Regions from separate parts of the Lactuca sativa genome. Here region 1 is linked to region 2. Evidence: chromatin contacts called from public Hi-C data. All regions are on one chromosome and are shown on one strand. The core of a region is the stretch at or near the end of the contact, and the rest is flanking DNA. Distances in the headings are between cores, read along the strand shown. Region 1 holds the start of LOC111875888 (inositol-phosphate phosphatase). Region 2 holds the start of LOC111875884 (E3 ubiquitin-protein ligase UPL5).

Region 1 (4,204 bases), core at 1,136-3,635, 210 kb before region 2:
TTGATAATGTAATTGAAAGTACATTGCTAATTAGAAAACATAAAAAAAGGGGGTTTAAATAATCCATACCAAGGTCCACCAAATCCACATTCATAAAATAGATCAATTCTTCCACATGCAATCCCACAGAGACCCAATGCACAAGAGCCTCCCATTCTGATTGATCTCACCTGATTACATAAGAAATTTTATAATTAAAGAAATTCATTTTCCACTTATTTTTAATGGGAAATTTTATGGTTTTACCTTGTAAAGTAAGCTATTGATTCGATTTGTAGTGGCATCCAGAGTGGCTTTATCGCGCTTGGTTCCAGCCTGTTCTTAAACATTAAAATATGTAAATTTACCTTCTAGGGGTATTTTCAATTATGAGGATGAGGAGGGCATTCATGTCTTTTTTATTTATTTATTTATAAAAGAAAGATCGAGAATGAGTTCTTTCCCACCTTTTTCATTGGGGAAAATTTAAAATTTTGCCCCATTGACATCAACATCAGTATCAGTACAATGAAAGCCAAACACAGGACATGGCATGTGTAACAAAAAGGGTATTATGGTCCAATTGATGTTAAAAGTTACCTCTGTGGCCAGGAGGGATGTGACAAGTTCAGATTGAGAAGAAACTGCAACGTGTTGGAAAAAAGCAAGAAATTATTAGAGGCCATGAGAAGAAACATATTACGAATATTTACATAGAAATTAGAAAATAAAATATACTCACCTTTGATAGGATTTCCATTAAGGTGAGCACCTTTTCCATTGATAGCAGTGAAAAGCTATAAGTTGGATTCGAAACTCATAAGTGATCACAATAAATAATTCATGTTTTAATTTGGAGTTGTGATAAAAAAAATTGTTTGTTTGAATTATTTTGGTATAGAAAGGATTACCTCATCCATGATTGGGTTGTAAACAACTCCAACTGTGGGGACCTTTTGAATAGTAAGACCAATAGAAACACACACAAAGGGGAACCTGAAATGGTGTTTTATTTGGAAATCAATTCGAGTGACTAAATTTAGAATAAAATGTTTCTTAAAGATTCAAAAAAAGTACCCATGGACAAAGTTGGTAGTTCCATCAAGAGGATCAACTATCCAAGTTGGTTCATCTGTCAGCTGAGTTACACCATTGGCAGCAGTGGTTTCTTCTCCAATGAACTAAGATTTATAAACAAATAATTAAGAAATAAGAACTACAAATGTTACAAAAAGGGAAGGAACTCTAGCAATAAATCTAAATTAGACTGGAAAGTACAAGGAATTAGCTTTTACTTTGTGGCTTGGGAAACGATCTTTTAGATGATTAAATATAAGATCTTCACAAGATTTATCTGTTTCTGTGACCAAATCCACCTGCATTACCAATGAGATTAAAGATTATTGAGAGCAAAGTAACCAGGAATAGAAGATGCTACTAGATTAGCTAAAGAACTAAGGTTGTGAAAAGTTCAAAGAATCCTAATTTGCTTACATATTGGAAAGTCATAATGGAGTTACAGGTATTTTCACCAAAGAACATTCCCAAATCATTGTTATTAACTAACTTGCTATCTCTCAACACTTTAATAAGATTTGTCACATATGATGAACATATGAGATCAATCTTCTTTTGATAGAAAGCATAATAATTTATTCAGATATTCAACCAATTTGAGTAGCTAAGAATCCGGCATGACAGATTATAGAGCTTTCACACTAAACGAATGAAGTGAAATCACTCACACACAAACATATGGATACCAAAATACAAAATCGGATGTAAATCAAATACGAATACGCTGCTGCAAACTAAATCGATACTCCAATCGCTAAACCAATACAGCATTAAAGAGCACAGATTTGGCTACATGAATAAGTAAATTGGAGAATGGAGATGATACCGATCCTTTATGCTCCACATGCTTAGTCTGGTAAAATGCTTTCCGAATAACCTGATTTCCGGAAAAACAAATGAATTACGCAATCAGATGAGACTTCAACAGTTGAACTAAATTCAAGCAAAATCAATACAGTAGAAAGTAAAAACACAGAAATTTGCAACTGATCTGATAGTGCAAGTGTAACCTAACCTCTCCAGCTTTCTTAGCTACATCAACTGCGACATCGAGAAACTCGTCGAGCGAATCTGTAACAGATGGTACAAAAAACAATTCATAATCAATTACTACCATAGATTGCAACATACATGATGAGCATACAAATACACAGAATAGAAAAATGTGTGTGAGAAATAAGTAGAGTCGTAGTACCTTTTTCCGCCATGTCCAAATCGGCGAAGCAATTTAAGAGGGAGAGGGAACGATGGGGCGATCACGCACCGGAATGGTTGAGAATGAGTGATGAAATTGTAGTGCGAGTGCGAGTGAAAATGTGGCTCCATTGCAAGTACATATACAATAAAAATCGTATCGTGGGTCAAAATTAAAATTGTTTTCTTTTTAAATTAACTTTATTTATTTATTTTTATTTTTTAAAGAAGAATCTAGCATTTTATTTGTTATATAACTCTCTAGAAAGTGTTTGAAACAAATAGTTAAAATATTAGTATTGTGAGAATGTAAATTAAATTTTCTATTGATTATTGAGTATTTAAAATCTTGTTGATTATTTATTATTTTTACACAGTATAGTTATGATTCACAACATAACATGACTTATTTAGTTTTTTTTTTTAAAAATACATGAGGAATATAAATAATATCAAGAAAACTTTTAACAACTAAAATATAGTTGGTTTATATAAAAATTGACAAAAGTGTTGTATTATTTGTGTTTAAGAAGTACATAAAAATATATTGTGGCCCAAAAGTAGCATAACAACATATACCATACGGCAATAATCACAATCAATACCAATTCTATAAGTAAATTATACATCAATAATATCATAAAGTAATTATATTATTAGAGTGTGTGTTAGCTTTTTAGATAATGGTCATAATAAAGTAACAAAAGTTCTCTTGATCAAACAGAAATTATGAAGAAGAAAAAAATTGTATTCAATAATTGGTTTTGGTTTCAATTTCATCACTTTATTTTTATGACAACATAAAAAAACTAATTATATTTTATTTCTTTTTATAATTTAATATTATAAATCAATTTTTTTTCATTGAAATCATGAAAATAATATGTTATAACAAGTTAAAATAATCATAATAGAAATAAAATTATTAAAGATGAATAGTTTGTTGGATATTTTGATTCGAGTGGTTAATTGAAAAATAACCAAAACATATTAATGTTTATCTATCTATTTGCTTTGATCCGTCATTTTCTAATCTTACACTTTTCCATTTTGGTATTTTTGTCGTTAACCCTAAAAGAAATACATGCAAATTTGTTTTTTTTATCTTTTATTAGTAATAACAAAAGTTATACGTATTCAAATCTAATGGAAAAACTACTGTAATAATAATAATAATAACAATAATAATAATAATAATAATAATAATAATAAAACTAGGCTGATAAATATGTTCATAATCTTTTTTCAAAATTAAAAAGTTCTAATTGTTTTGTAAGTGGGAGAGTATATTCTTGCCTTTTATTAAGGAAGGGAATATACCTATGTCCGAACTAGCATATTCCCAGCTACAGTAACTCAACCACAATCCAACTAGTGTTACAAACGTGCCGTTTATAAATTTTAAGAAAATCCTAGCAACTAAATTGTGTAAAATTTAAAATAAATATATACATCTTAATAATGATATATAAAATAAATAATCCCAATTTTTTTTTAGCATTTTAGATTTTTTTTTTGCTTAGTTACTTGGATTTAATTATCATCGTACAACAAGTGAGATGGCAAACGGGCAACAAGCTGCGCCGCTACGCCTTTTTGTATAGCAATACTCAATCTTGTAAAGACTACATTCATAGAACTAGGGGATATACAATTGCAATGCATGATCCGTTGTACTCTATTAAGAAGTTCTACCGCATCCGGTGGGAGGAAACCAAACGTATCAAACGCAAATGGTATGAACACGTGTTGATTTTCCATGCACGATTTCTCATGTTTGTCGACTTTGCCTGTAGCAGCTTTTAAAGCAGCCAGTCCTGCCGTGAAACCCCCCGCCCTCAAGCCCACGAGAGGGGATACCCCTGTAAGGTCCACACATGCATGTTTCCCTCCGACCCATCCAAAAATCAAAATGTCAGCCGGTCTAAGGGTTGACCTTCCTTCTGTCGGGTCA
Region 2 (4,718 bases), core at 2,176-4,675:
TCATTAATAATCACAAACTAATTTCTTCATGTTAAATATTTATGAGTAAGAAGTGTTAATGAATAAAAAGATCTTTTCATTCATATAAAATAGTTTACATCAATAAGATGAAATGCAAACGGACAACAAATTATCTTGTTAACCTCCTTTGGATAGCAAAATCAATTCTTTTAAAAATTAAAATTTTACTTTAGGACGTTAACATTATTACGAGTCACTAGACTCTATTAAGGAGATCCACAACTTATGATGCAAAGAAGCTTAAAGTATCAAACGCGAATAATAAACATGTGTTAGTTATTCAAGTACATTTTCTCGTGTTTTCTCAAGTAGCATGACTGCATGAGACAGCATTTAAAGCAGACTAGCCCAATGTGAAATTCTCACTCCTTAAGTCAGCTAAAGAGGAAACCCATGTTAGATCCACATGTGTATTACCCTCCTGTCCATCCAAAAACCAAAATGTAAGTAAGTTTGAATGTTAGACATGCTCTCTAAAGGAGCCCATCCTTAAGCCAGCAAGAGGAAAAACCCCAGTTAGATTCATAGATGTGTATTACCCTCCTATCCATCCACAAACCAAAATGTAAGTAAGTCGGAGTGTTAGACATGCTCTCCAAAGGAGCCCATCCTTTAGCTAGCTAAAGGGAAACCCCAATTAGATTCACACATGTGTATTACCCTCCTATCCATCCAAAAACAAAATGTAAGTAAGTTTAAGTGTTAGATATGCTCTCTAAAGGAGCCCATCCTTAAGCTAGCTACAGGGAAACCACAATTAGATTCACACATGTGTATTATCCTCCTATTCATCTAAAAACCAAAATGCAAGTAAGTCTGGGTGTTAGACATGCTCTCCAAAGGAGCCCATCCTTAAGCTAGCTAGAGGGAAAACCCCTGTTAGATTCATACATGTGTATTACCCTCCTATCCATCCAAAAACCAAAGTGTAAGTAAGTCTGATTGTTAGACATGCTCACCAAAGGAGCCCATCCTTAAGCTAGCTAGAGGGGAATCCCAAGTTAGATTCACACATGTGTATTACCCTCCTATTCATCCAAAACCAAATGCAACTAAGTCTTAGTGTTAGACACGCACTCCAAAGGAGCCCATCCTTAAGCTAGCTAGAGGGAAAACCCATGTTAGATTCACACATGTGTATTACCCTCCTATCCATCCAAAAACCAAAATGTAAGTTAGATCGAGTGTTAGACATGCATTCTTAAGGAGCCCATCCTTAAGCTAGCCGGAGGGGAACCCCCAGTTAGATTCATACATGTGTATTACTCTCCTTTTCCATCCAAAAACCAAAATGTAAGTAAGACTGAGTGTTAACATGCTCTCCAAAGAAGCCCATCCTTGAGCTTGCTAGAGTGAAACCCCGGTTAGATTCACACGTGTATTACCCTCCTATCCATCGAAAAACCAAAATATAAGTAAGTCTGAGTGTTAACATGCTCTCCAAAAGAGCCCATCCTTAAGCTAGCTGGAGGGAAAACCCCAGTTAGATTCACACATGTGTATTACTCTCCTTTCCCATCCAAAAACCAAAATGTAAGTGATACTGAGTGTTAACATGCTCTCCAAAAAAGCCCATCCTTAAGCTAGCTAGATGGGAAACCCCAGTTAGATTTACACATGTGTATTACCTTTCTATCCATCCAAAAACCAAAATAAATGTGTGGCTGAGAATGATAACTGTCTAGGTGAGTTTTCTCACTATATTATGTGCTCCATGATATATCCTCTGTATGTTCGCATATAATTTCCCTATAGTATGTCATTAGGCTAGTTCTGTTAGTTGCATGTAGTATTGGATTATTACATGTTGTAGTGTTTATATGTGTTAAAATATTATGTAGGGAGTTTAAGGCGACCCAACCTCAAGGTGAAGGCTAATAGACTCGGGCAGACCAACTTTATGCTGAAGGTCAAGTAGCGGACCAACTTTATGTTGAAGGAAAAAGGGTGGATCGGCTTCGTGCTGAAGGCCAAGGGCGGACCAGGTTTATGCTGAAGGCCATAATATGTATGCATTGTATATGTATTGTGGTATGTGGTATTTTGGAGGAACTAATTAAGCTTCATGCTTGCCCAGTTGCATATAAATGTTTTTCAGGTACCTCATTGATGCGTGATAGGGCAAGGTTCGATTGTACACACGTTCATTCGTAATATGTTTCCGCCTAATGTAATTATACTATGATATATTTAACTAAATAAAAATGAAAATTTTGGGTTAAAAATCGGGATGTTGCATTAAGAGAAAAAAGAGAGTAAATAAGCACCAAATGAAGCAAAATCTGCACCATTTATAGAGGCTAGAAGAAAGGCACGCCATGCCTATAAATGGGTGTGCTGTGTCTTCAACATAAGGACTAAGGTTAGTATGTGGTGTTAACACGTGTTATCGTGTCGAATGCGAAACTTTGTAAAATCTTAACTTCTTCATACGAAGTCATATTTTGACGTTTTTTTATACTCAAGGCTTAGTAATTACGATTACTATGAATTTTGTTTATATCATTTATCATAAGTATGCTTTATCAAAATGTTATTTTATCGTTTAACGATAAATTTTATATTAAAATTTTCTACAAATATTATATACTTATAATATTTGTATACGATAATATTTATATAGTTTGTAACGTGTACGAAGAACAATTACCTTATTCAATGATTTTAATTGTTCGATAAAATGTATTATTATTATTATTATTATTATTATTATTATTATTATTATTCTCGCGTTCCCGAGCATTCTGGAGCATTCAGGAATGCATTTTTTTTGTTCTGAAATACTTATTTTCTATGTATAATAAGTTAATAACATAATATAAACAACTAAACTATTGTTGGGTTGGTCTTAATGTACTATCAACATGTATTGCTACTCTGGAACGTTGCCGGTTCATTTCGGAGCTGTTCTTTGCATTCCAGATGAAGTTCTAAAAACAAAATATGTTAAAATTAAACCATAACAATATAAGAGTAAATGACTTGCTCGTAAAACAACTAGGTCATCGTGATCATATTCCATATCTTAGGTCGGAGTTCAAAATGTGTCTTCGAGTGGGTTGGAATATTGGAGAGCGTGTTGGAGATCGGAATGCGCTTGTAATTCGAGATCTGGAATTTATCGAAATATAATCCGAAAATGAATTTGAAATTCGAAGTTTGGAATATGTACTGTGTTACTCTGGAATGAATATATTTCATAAGGTATTTGAGGGGCGATTCAGATAACATGGAGTCCGAAATTATTTCCTAAATAATCCATTCTAGATAAAAATGTTATTTTGGCAAAATCAATCTAAATAAGTTATTTTTGTGAAAGATAGACCAAAAAATGGTTAGATCAGTCAAATTTCCTTTAGTTTAATTATTAATGCCTTTTAGGCAATTACTGTAAGATTACTCTCAGCAAGTAAAGACGGGTCGCGTTGATCTCATCATCTCTCTCTGTAAAACCCAGCGAAGCGATATACAAATCTCTTTCTCATAAGTTGTTGTTTGATGGTTTCATGGTAAACCCCTTCCCGCCGGCCAACCGTCAATGTCTTCTCCAGACTCTCCGTCCGTCGAATTTCTTCACCAGCGAATCAAACGCAAGTTCGAAGATTACGACGACGACGAATACGACGATCTCTCCTACGACTTACCCGCCTTCAGGATGAGAAAGGATGATCCTAACCCTAATTCTCCTCCCGCCACCGCTTCCAGTAATCCTTTCCTTGATCAAATCACTCGTCAACACCCTCACTTCCAAACTAGGGCTTCTACTTCCAGTTCCAGTTCCACCCAACACTCCGCCTTCGTATGGTATCCTGATCGTATCCAATTCTTCGTTCGTATGATCTCCGAAGCCAAAACCTTAGTTCTCCATGGAAAACCAGACGACAAAGTCAAATTAATCCACGAGAAAATCCAGGCCGCCACCGGAATTCCGATGGTCGAGCAGCGGTTGATTTATCGAGGACGGCAGCTTCAGTGGGATTATAGTTTGGCTGAGTGTAAGATAAATAACGACGCAGGCTTGCATTTGGTTGGTCGAATGCGGAGTACGGAGCATCCGCAAGCGTGGCAGTTGATTGATGATTTGGTTTCGACGATTTACAGGTTGTGCAAAGGAGAAAAGGGCCTTTGTCTGAAGTCTGTGAAATCGCGGTTAACAGAGTTCTTGAACATGACTGCCAAGTATGATATCGGGGATGATCAACCGGCGCCTCATCTGAATATATTTCAATCGTTATGTGCTCCAGCAGCCCTGATGATGCTCTACATGTCGCCTCATGCAGGTAACAAAGAGTGTGCTCAAGAATCAATTCGACATCTCCTTAATTCTAGTAAACATACACTGTCAAGACCTATATATTCACAGTGTGCGCCTATAGCATTAGAGTTCTGTAAATTGCTCTGTAGAGTTTCAGGAAGATCAGATCCTTTGTATGAAGATTGCCGGAGTAGTCTAGGATCAATGGTGGAGTATCTTAGAATTGGAAGAAGCTCTCGGAATTATGATAACAGCAGTAATAAACCTGTAATCATTACAGTTCAGGACATTCTTCCATATGTGGCTGAGCTTGCAAACAACCTAACAGAGGGTTTGATTTCCAGTGTGGAAGCCATAGATGATGTCTGTCCTTCACCAAGTGATGTCCTTGAGTTCGCTTCATTCTTGCGTCCTCTCAAGGCTGCAATCAAAGATCAGACAG

What was found. A called contact is a pair of places that touch in the nucleus more often than the background predicts.
Region 1: a Hi-C map of leaf shows a contact between it and region 2, with 7 times the contacts expected there. The contact joins the promoter of LOC111875888 here to the promoter of LOC111875884 in region 2. A contact is called at or near these places in 2 of 4 Hi-C or Micro-C datasets (both in leaf).

What each region holds. Positions count from the first base shown.
Region 1 is chr4:103,979,320-103,983,523 of Lsat_Salinas_v11, reverse strand. It overlaps LOC111875888 (inositol-phosphate phosphatase), which reads right to left and starts at 2,385. Exons shown (of 12, transcript XM_023872416.2): 1 at 2,252-2,385; 2 at 2,072-2,127; 3 at 1,883-1,933; 4 at 1,275-1,355; 5 at 1,057-1,160; 6 at 891-975; 7 at 722-776; 8 at 580-623; 9 at 247-315; 10 at 70-170. The coding sequence starts at 2,264.
Region 2 is chr4:103,764,880-103,769,597 of Lsat_Salinas_v11, reverse strand. LOC111875884 (E3 ubiquitin-protein ligase UPL5) reads left to right here and starts at 3,425. Exons shown (of 3, transcript XM_023872412.3): 1 at 3,425-4,718. The coding sequence starts at 3,560.